2 separate regions of the Rattus norvegicus genome follow, and region 2 is linked to region 1. A link is a contact called in public Hi-C data. All regions are on one chromosome and are shown on one strand. The core of a region is the stretch at or near the end of the contact, and the rest is flanking DNA. Distances in the headings are between cores, read along the strand shown. Region 1 holds the start of Nemf (nuclear export mediator factor). Region 2 holds the start of Vcpkmt (valosin containing protein lysine methyltransferase).

The links. Hi-C and Micro-C count contacts between places; a contact is called where the count stands out from the background.
Region 2: a Hi-C map of liver shows a contact between it and region 1, with 5 times the contacts expected there. The contact joins the promoter of Vcpkmt here to the promoter of Nemf in region 1. A contact is called at or near these places in 12 of 12 Hi-C or Micro-C datasets (the A7r5 cell line, the Rat2 cell line, Schwann cells and 7 more) and 1 of 1 datasets of contacts at active chromatin or transcription factors (oligodendrocytes).

Annotation. Positions count from the first base shown.
Region 1 is chr6:93,570,590-93,575,643 of GRCr8, forward strand. Nemf (nuclear export mediator factor) reads right to left here and starts at 1,274. Exons shown (of 33, transcript NM_001170586.2): 1 at 1,176-1,274; 2 at 433-501; 3 at 180-282. The coding sequence starts at 1,234.
Region 2 is chr6:93,776,384-93,781,506 of GRCr8, forward strand. Vcpkmt (valosin containing protein lysine methyltransferase) reads right to left here and starts at 2,017. Exons shown (of 5, transcript XM_063262661.1): 1 at 1,304-2,017; 2 at 1,095-1,200; 3 at 856-925. The coding sequence starts at 1,156. Sos2 (SOS Ras/Rho guanine nucleotide exchange factor 2) reads right to left here. Exons shown (of 23, transcript NM_001135561.1): 23 at 2,588-4,460. The coding sequence ends at 3,951.

The DNA.
Region 1 (5,054 bases), core at 24-2,523:
CTCACATCAGAACTGACTCCCCATAGGTTGTCTTTTGACATTCACTTGAGAGCCCCAAGTTTTGCCTGTATGTTGTTTCCACCTATGCTCACGCACGCATGCACGCACACGGACACACACACACACACGATAAGTAAATAAATGGAGTTTTAAAAATTACCTCCAAACTTAAAATTTACCTTCATAGCAAAACTAGACGGCATCATGTTCTTAGGCCACTCAAATTCTGTTGTGTGAATTCGTATACCAGATTCAAGTAACAGTGTAGCTTTAAAATCAGGTCTGTTCAAGAGAAAGTCAAATTTTTCTTTAGGGAATTTGCCAAAATTTATTCTCTAAATTAAAAAAAAAAAACCCAAAATGCTGGTTATTAAAAAAAAAACAAGAATGTCATATTTATTTACCAAAAGTAGTCCTATAAAATATTCTTACTTTTGAAGCCGAATAAGATACGTCTTGTTATCCACATCATAAACGTTGTTTACTCTCATTCCTAGCAAGCTGCAAAAACGAAACATATAATAAATCATACTCTTGGTTGAAGCAAAACTTTCCGTCATTTATTGGGGTTGCAGGAGAGGAACTCTTCAGCCAGGATATCACCATCGCCTATGAAGGTTATCCTCAAATTAACTGTAGACTTTAAGCCACAATAGTGACCTATGGTCTCAGGAACACTAGACAACTGCCTTCATCTGAAACGGCCCAGTATTTTGGGGGTAAATACAGTAAAATTTAATCTGATTTATTAGGAGCGGTGGGAGTAACCTAGTCCCCGAAAACGACACAAGGTTCACACAGCTGAATAGGATTCAAGTCCAAAACACAGGTCCAAATCTGCCTATTTCAGCTGAAAGGCCCTGCTACCTCTCCTTAGGAAGAAGGATGGGAATTCTGAAGAATTCCCACCAGTCCGGAGCAATGACCATCACTCCCGTTCTACCAAGCGTTCGCTGTGAGATCTCTCGGAACCAGAGCTAAGGAGAGACAGCGTACGGACACGCGTCTCCGGAGGTCTCCCGAGGGCACTGGCTCGGAGCTCGGCCCCCAGGCCTAGCGAATCCCCGGGGCACTGGGAAGACCGTGAGGCTCTCCGGTCCGTCTCGCGACCACCGGGTGCCGGGCCTCCACTCCCTGCTCTCCTAGCACGAGCCTGTTCACCCCCACCACCATACTTCGCATTCAGTTCCGCGAGCACCGCGCGGAGGTCAACAGTGCTGAAGCGGGTCTTCATGGCTAGGGTGCGCGTCGCTACCGCAGTCCTCTCCTAGGCTGCCCCGACGCAGAACTGCTAGGCTTCTGCGCACGCGCACTTGACTTAAATCTACGGCAGCCCAGGAGACCCATTATTTCTTAAAGCAAAAGTGCGTCATTTAACCGATTTTTTTTTTTTTTTGTAAAATCATAATCAATTCGTTTTTCACTGTGTTAAAACAACTCGACATAGAACTATCTACTTTTTTGAAACTGCGTCTTTCCCTTGAACACTGACCAGGTTAATCCCGTCCCCTTGTCCTCTTGTGTTTGGGAATTAAAGCCGGTCTCCACAGTGACCCTATAGGTCATTAACCATTTTGAAGCGAATAGGAGAATTTCCCCAGGAGGGCGCTAGCGCTCGGGATGAAAGTGCAAGGGCGCTTTCTAAACCCGGATTTGAGATCAGACAAAACCCAAAGGTTTGTTTTTCCTCACTCTGACAAGCCGTAGAGATGGGTTCCTATTTTGATGGGCACTACTGTCCGGCATACTGTAGAATTCTCACTCAAGTTGAACATGGTGGGTGCTATACAGCTCGTGTGTCATAAATTCTTGGCACCTCAAATAGTAAAGAAGTTCGCTAAGTAAAGATGTCAGATAAAAATATAGTGAGAGTTCCCATGGGAGGAGAAAAATTATTCCTCCCACATATCCCGGCGTTCTCTGAACCTCTCTTTCTTCTAGTTGTGCATGCTACCAATTCATAAATTGTTCAGGTTATTAATTCATCTAAATTTTTCTTTTTAAAAGTTCTATTATTAGTGATAAACAATTTTAATAGTTTTGGACAGTGGATGGTGTGTGTGTGTGTGTGTGTGTGTGTGTGTGTGTGTGTGTGTGGTCGTAATGGTCATTTTTGAGATAGGGTCTTGCTATATAGCCCAAGATGCCTTAGAACTCTGAATTCTCCTGCCTCTACTTTTCGAGTGTTGAAATTACCTACACACTTAGCAACTTGAGCAATTTTTAAATGAGTGAAACATTTATTTAAAAGTTTAAAGTCATAAGCATTCATATGTAAGTTCTTAGAATGGGTGACCAAAAAAGCAAAAGCAAGCAGAAAAAGTGTCAAATTAGTATATTTAAATACATAAGGAATTTTGTAATTATTATTCTGGGTTTTTTGTTTTGTTTTGTTTTGTTTTTTGAGACAGGGCATACTACATAGTCAAGGCTAGTTAAACTCAACCTTTAACGCAGGCTGTCCTCAGACTCCCTCTCATCCCAGCCTCGTTGGTGTTAGAATTATAGGTACATACTATCATGCCCAGATCATGAACCTTTAACATTGGCAAATGTCTTAATCTATTTTCTATTGCTGTAACAAAACACCAAAGGTTAAATGATGTATATAGTTCACAGTTTTACAAGCTGGAATTCTGAAGTTGAATAGCCACAATTATTTCAACCTAACAAGGGCCTCGGTCGGGCTACATTCCAGCATCGTGATGGGAAGCAGAGTGGGAAAGGGAAGGGACAGTTACAAGGCGAGACAGAAGCAGCAGGGACACAGACGCCAGGCTTCCTCTTATAATAGTTTCTTCATGAGTGAAACTGGTTTCCCCCAAGAACAATATCATTTCTGATTTTAAAGGCTCTTACCACTGCACTGGGCACCAAGTTTCCAGCACTCAAAAGGGACCCAACTCACAGCATTTTGTAGTAAGCATCAATTTTTGTTCTATCCTAAATACAAGTAGAAGGCTAAATACAAGTACAACCAAAACATACACAGCTCTTATAACAGTCTTCCTCTGACTCAAGTGTGGAGCTTGGGCACCTGTGCAGCTTTCTGTAATGGCTCCTATCACTGTTCTATTACCTGCTACAAGTGTAGAGATGAAAACAATACAACACAATGTCTGTGTACAGCATCCAGGGATAAACCGGACTAGGGCAGTAAGAGCATGAAGAAAAGACAGATCAAAGGTCAGATGGGTCTGAGCCAGGGGTTCTCACCCTTCCTAATGCTGCAACCCTTTAATACAGTTCCTCATGCTGTAGTGACACCCAACAATAAAATGATATTTGTTGCTATTTCATAGCTGTAATTTTGCTACCCTTATGAATGAGACATATTTGTATTTTCTTATGATCTTAAGTGACTCCTGTGAAAGAGTAGTTCCAACCCTCGAAGAGGTCATGAGACTGAAGAAACTACAGCCCCTAACCCAACTGCTATAAAGCTCAGCGTATTTAGTATTTAGAGTGGAACAGAAAGGTGGGGTCGCTGCATATAGTTGAATAAGCAGGTAGGTTTATGGTATACATCTGGATAAGGAGACAGGTTTATGGTATATATCTGGATAAGGAGACAGATTTATGGTATACAGTTGGATCAGGAGTCAAGTTTAGCTCTTTTCAGTAGGAGCAGTCTCTGTAGGGGAGCAATCTTCAGGCTGTAACATCCAGGGGGAGAAATATACAGTGGATATTTTTTATTGCCACACTGTCAACATCCACGCTTGAACCAGAGGAAGCCTTTGCCATGCCTCTGAACCTCACCCTGGGTGGAAGGTTTTTGCCATTCTTTCATGGATCCTAATGGGGTCCTTGGAGTCCTTGCCACGGCTTTATTGATGTCAACAATAAATAGTCCCCCAGGGCTTTCTCTACAAATTTATTTTCTTAGTGTTCTGAAGGTCAGAAGTCCCAAAGGGGTCTGCAGAACTGCATCTATGTGGGGGCATGCGTGGGAATGGGGCAGGGACAGGGCAGGGTGGGGCAGGGGTCTCAGGAAAATCCCTTGCATTGTCTCTTATAGCTTCCAAAGTTGCCATATTCTTTGACTGGTGATCCTAAATGGCTTCAACATGTGCTTCCAGGCCATATCTCTTTCCATAACCCTAACTCTTGTCTTTTTATAAGGACACTTAAATTATATTCGGCCTATTAGAATAACCTCTCTGTATCACAACCCCAAAGTTAGTGGAATCTGTGAAGCCCTTTTATCCCCTATGATGTCTGTATGGCCCTCTCCAGATGTTAGAATACAGACTAGGAATTACAGGTACAGCTAAGCCATTGTGAACCAAATTCAGGTTTAAAACCAAATTCTGTTTATAAGAGGAGAAAACAAAACAACAAAATGAGATAGATAAAAATTGTTTTGTCTCTTTTTTTAGTAAAGAGAGAGTAAACTTTTTGTTATTGTTTTGTTTTTAAACTACTCAGCATTTCTGCTGTGTTCACCTAATAAATATTTATAATTTTTAAAGTCCTTCTGTTCTTTTGCAGTCATAAGGATAGAATCCAGACCTTATAAATTCTAAGTTAGGACTATTATGTTTTCCTCAGGTTTCCAAGGTTTTAAAGGTTGCTCTGTATTCAATAATTCAATAATTTAACATAAATGGATACAGAGGAATGCGTTAAAAATGCTAGGAAGACATTACAGAAAATTTTCCAGAACTCGGGGACATAGACTAGCTAAATTTATAATATGCCCCTAAGCACTTAGCTTTTTAAGTTGCTAGAGAAAGCGCTTTTTGTTCAGAGGCTGTTTTTCACCAACCACTTTTAAACGAACTAGCAGCCCCTGCTGGTTCCTTGGGAAATAACATCTTTTTGGGGATACGTTCTGACTGTACTCCGGTAGGAGTCAGTGGTGAGGCAGCCACAAGTCCCTGAATATCTTAAGCAAACCTGTTGTTTTAAACCAAAAGGAAAGATAAAACCGGAGATTAGAGCGGGGAAGGGGGTGGGAGAAAGTGGGAATGAGAAAGATTTAAATAAAAATAAAGAGGTTTACATAAAATTACAAGCAGATCCGTATATTTTTATTTTAAATGTTTATT
Region 2 (5,123 bases), core at 767-3,266, 210 kb after region 1:
ACATAGCCCAGGCTGGCACTGAACTTACATTGAGTGATGCTATCTGCACCTCTCAAGTGCTGGGGTTGCACAAGCTATACGATCACACCTAGCTAGGCTCAAGTCTTAGAAGTCTAATTACATTTCATCTAAGTTAATGTGGTATTTAAACACAATTTATTCATAATTGTGAATAATTATGAACAGTTTATAAATAAAATTTATAAATCAACAATTTATTCTACAAGTCAGCCCGACCCTAAAGGTTGGCTTGGAATTGAACTTGGATCCTCTGGAAGAAGTGTGTGCTCTTAACTGCTGACCCAAATTTGAAGGTCAGATGGCTCAAGGCATTAATTTAAAACTAAGTACTGCCCAACACTGAGTAAACTAATATGTAAAGAAAACCATTCCACAAGTCTATTAAAATCTTGACAGAGAATTAACTAATTAATTTTGGAGTCTCATCTGTGATCCATGCTGGCCTAGCATTTATGACAATCAGAAGTGCTGGGACTCTAGGAGTGAGCCAATTTGCATCTTAACTAATTTTCAATGTCATGGTTAGCAGTCAATGGGAAAGGTAAGAAAAAAAAGGAAAGAAAAAACAAATGAACAAACAGAAGGTATCTTAGTTTTCCAGAATTTATCCAAACCGGAAAATCCTTTTAAAGTTTTACAAAAAGCCTCCAAACCACCACTCACAGGCCTGTATGCTTATCCTGAATTGTAAGATTGTGTTGCCCTTGATAATTTGTCTTCTCTTACTTGCCTCATCACCTACAGAAAAATATCCCACACCTGGAGGTGTGAAACTACGGAGAGCTGTGGGCTTCAGGACAACACAGTTCAACTACTAGCTGGCTTCATACTCACCTCCTCATAGTATATGCAGTCCGCCATTAATATGTAGTCTGGTGACATCAAGTCTTCTATGTCATCACCCCTTAAAAATGTCAAACATATGTCTTTAACTGATGCTCTGACGACTTAAAGTGTTCATTTTAGAAACGAAAAGCAGAAACTTTCCATCATATTAAGCATGCGTTGTGCAAAATGCCATTTAAAGCACAAGTAAGCGGTTATCTTAAAACAAGCTGAAAGGCCATACAAACCATTTCAGTACCTTGGCTTGAACAGAACCAGTCACAAGATGCTTGTTCATATTAATATTCATTTTCAGCAAGTCTTGTAGCTCCTCAAGATCAGTGACTATAACATCTGCCCTAAAAAACAACCTCGATTGAGGTACAGGCGCACGGCTGCACGCCGGTGACCTGACGCCTTCCCGCCGGTGAACTGATGCCTTCCCGCCAGCTCTTACCCGAGGGTCGCAGCCATGAGCCCCACGGCCCCCGTGCCGGAACCCAGTTCCAGCACCGAGCGCCGACTCAGAGCGTGGGCCCCATCGCCAGAAAACCCCGGCGTCTCCAGGTATTTGGCAAGGACGATGGCGGCGTCCCACACAACGCAACCCACGCCTCCGGAGCCGTACTGCTGCAGTCGAAGCGCGGTCCCATCTCGCTTCTCCAGAACCCGCACAAAGCTCCAGAGCGGATCCTCCACCTCCGGCTCCACGACGGACGGTATTCCCGCTCCTCGGCGGACGATATTCCAGCTCCTGCCCGCCACAGGCTGCGGTACGTGCTGACGTCACGCTCACGCAGGACCCGTACTTCCCAGCGGCAAAGCGGTTGTTCAAAGCGCATGCGTGACTCTCAAAGCCCGGAAGGCGGTAGAAACCCGCAGAATCTACCTGGGAGTGGCCCAGCTGCCTGCTACTTTGATCAGCTCTTTAAGCGCTCTTTAAGCAAACGACAGTGCTTTTTCCATAGCTCACTCACAGCTGTTGACTATAAATCTAGGCAGCTACCCAGGTCCTACCAAAAATGGTTACATTCAAGAAGTTTTTGTACTGTGCTTCTTTGTTATATGAGTGCATAAAAGTGGTGGCTTGGAACGTGCTACTTGCTTTTAACTGAAAAGAAAGGTTAATCCTCTAACATTTAAATCCCACAGAGCCAAAAGATGACCAGTAAGACCAAGTACCTGAGTTCCAGGACTCAGATAGTAGGAGAGACCTGCATGTTGGCTTGACTTTCCAATTGGATCTCTGGTATGCAACACACACACACACACACACACACACACACACACACACACACACACACGATAAGATATTCATTTTTCTACATTTCTTTCAGCTTTGTTGTTTTTTGTTTTCAGGATGGTCTTCTGGTATGCAACACACACACACACACACACACACACACACACGATAAGATATTCATTTTTCTACATTTCTTTCAGCTTTGTTGTTTTTTGTTTTCAGGATGGTCTTCTGGTATGCAACACACACACACACACACACACACACACACACACACACACGATAAGATATTCATTTTTCTACATTTCTTTCAGCTTTGTTGTTTTTTGTTTTCAGGATGGTCTTCTGTATCCCAAGTAGGTTCAAACTCTCCAAGTAGTTGAGTCTCGCTTTGAACTTCAGTGCTTCAGTCTTTAATCTCCCAAGTGCTGCGATTACAGGTGTTCCCCACTACACCCAGCTTCTTCTAGTTCTTTGTGATAAAAACGACATTGCAAGTCTTTTACAAATTAAGACTGAGGTGATTTATTAACCTTGTTAAGAACTCTGATGCAAAGCACAGTAGAAGGCCACAGACCAGTAGATAAACAACATGGCTTTTGGCTACTTTACAATGGGGGCTACTGCACTATCAGCACAACATACGTTGATCACTTTGAACGAGAGTATCCAAATGGGAAAAGCTTTATCCTGTCTGATTAAAAAAAAAATTTAATAAAGCTTTTAAAGTATTTTCTGTTTAAATATTACTAATCTGGAAAAACTTTAAAAATTTCAGTTAACACGAGATTAAAGACAGTTAATAGGTGTGAAGACAAGGCAGATGGCAGTTGGTTCTTATGCCATAAGAAACTTTTGTTCTGGACTTACAAATTAGTAAAATAGCAGATTGTATTATAGGCCTCAAGTCACTTACATTTATATAGGTTATTAGCATTTTCTTTAAATATATACAATATAAATAAACTGTACATATATGGCATATTAATTTTGTTTTCCCAAACAATAGGCAAATCATTAGCTAAAGACACCACACACTGCAAAACAAAAGGCACATCTTAATGAGATACATGCCCTTCTGTAATCAGGTTATACAGAGTTGTTTATAATCTTACCAAAATAATAAACACAGTGCATTCTATTATTTCATTCTATTTTCCGTTTTGTCTTCAGCAGCAAATACTGACATTTAAGACATGGCCTCAAAGAGTTTAAGAACAGTGGGTATTATTCATAATTCTCCTAGATGTAAAAACCAAACGAAGTTAAAAGCTAGAAGGTGGTCAGAGGGTTAAAAACCAGTAATACCACCACACATCCTCTGGATCTGCGTAAATTCATTGTCTTAAAAAGGCATCTATCACTCAGGCCTGAGAGCTCCCTCGAGGCTAGCCCCTGTCAGTGCAGTCAGAAACGTTCTCAGCCATGTTCTAGCAGAGTACAGTGCAATACAGATTCGTTATACTGGCCTTGGGCAGCACGGAGGAGCTGATCAGGCAGTGCTACTGATCCCCTGAGGGCCACGGTGAGGAGGGGCTTTTGCATTTTAGTATTTCAGATTCTTTTCTTTTTGTTTTGGTTTTGACTTTTTGAGACAAGGTTTTTCTGTGTAGCCCTGGCTGTCCTGGAACTTGCTCTATAGACCAGGTTGCTCTCAAACCCTGAAACCCACCTGCCTCTGCCTTCCGAGTGCTGGAATTGGAGGTGTGCACCACTGCCATCTGACAATTTTACTAGTTCTTAAAAGCTTATTTGATCAGTAGCATTTCTGTAAAAAGTACTAAAATACTATGTCTTTTTTGAATAAATTAAAAACCTTTACAAATACTAATCCAGTGTCAATGACTACACGTGGCCAAGGTCACTGAGGAGTTTCTGCATTTTCAAACAAAGGTAGTCTGTACAATGGCGGGTGTGAAAGCTCCCGCTTGTAAGTCTTTGGTGGCAGTTTTGGTAGGTGAGGGCTTGAATTCTGCCTTGGTGGAACGGGAGGAGCTGGAGGGTGAGCAAGATTGTTGTGACTGGGGCTGGGCAAATGGCATCTGCGTGGAATCCGTGGCGAGGGCGTAGGGGGAGGAGTGCTTGGTGAATTAGGGCATGTGCTAACGTCTCTGAGCCAGTCTGGGTCTCTGTGAGGATGTCCCAGCGGAGGCGGCTGGAGATTAAACGGACAGTTTATAAAGTGTTCCGGAGGCCGAAGAGGAACTGGTGGAGGAGTATCAGGAAGAGGGTCTCTGGGAGGAGGTGGAGGTGGACTGGGCACAGGCCCTTCAAATGTACCCGTGAGGACAGGAGCTCTTGGCTTTACCTTTGGAGGAGGGGGTTGTCTTGGTGGAATAGCAGGAGGGTCATCATCCGATTTCATAGCTCCCTGAAGAGAATAGAAAAGGGACATGTACAGGCTCTTGGGAAACATACAAGACCATTTACAAAGCCTGAAAAACTCTTCCATGAAAAGTTAAATCTAGAGGTGCAAACTAAATTAATGTGGTTTAACTCTCAGGTTTCTGACTAAATTACTTCCAGTTAAATTCTAGGCTTGGGGCTGGGGATTTAGCTTAGTGGTAGAGCGCTTACCTAGGAAGCGCAAGGCCCTGGGTTCGGTCCCCAGCTCCGAAAAAAAGAACCAAAAAAAAAAAAAATTCTAGGCTCAGTTTAACATTTGGATATTAAGATGTTGCCCCTGAAACCTTTATATATAGAGAGCCATATTGTCTTACTTTGTTTCCAACATTCCAGAAATTTATAAAGCTTATTTATGGCAAGAGGTCAGTGAAAATAACACAGTTTTATAGACATAAAAGGACATGTTAACAATGGCATTTAATTCCTAACTTCTATTCATTCAACATCTACTTCTATTTTTCTCATGATGCTTAGAGCAGTGGAGGATCTCAAAGTGTGATCCAGGGAGCAGCAACATGAGTTCCAGGAGAGGCTGGCTTAGCACGGCCAGGCCCAGCGGCAGCCTTACAACCTGAGGCTGGGTCAACAGCCACTCTTAAGAAGTTTCCCAGGGAACTCTGGTAGGCCC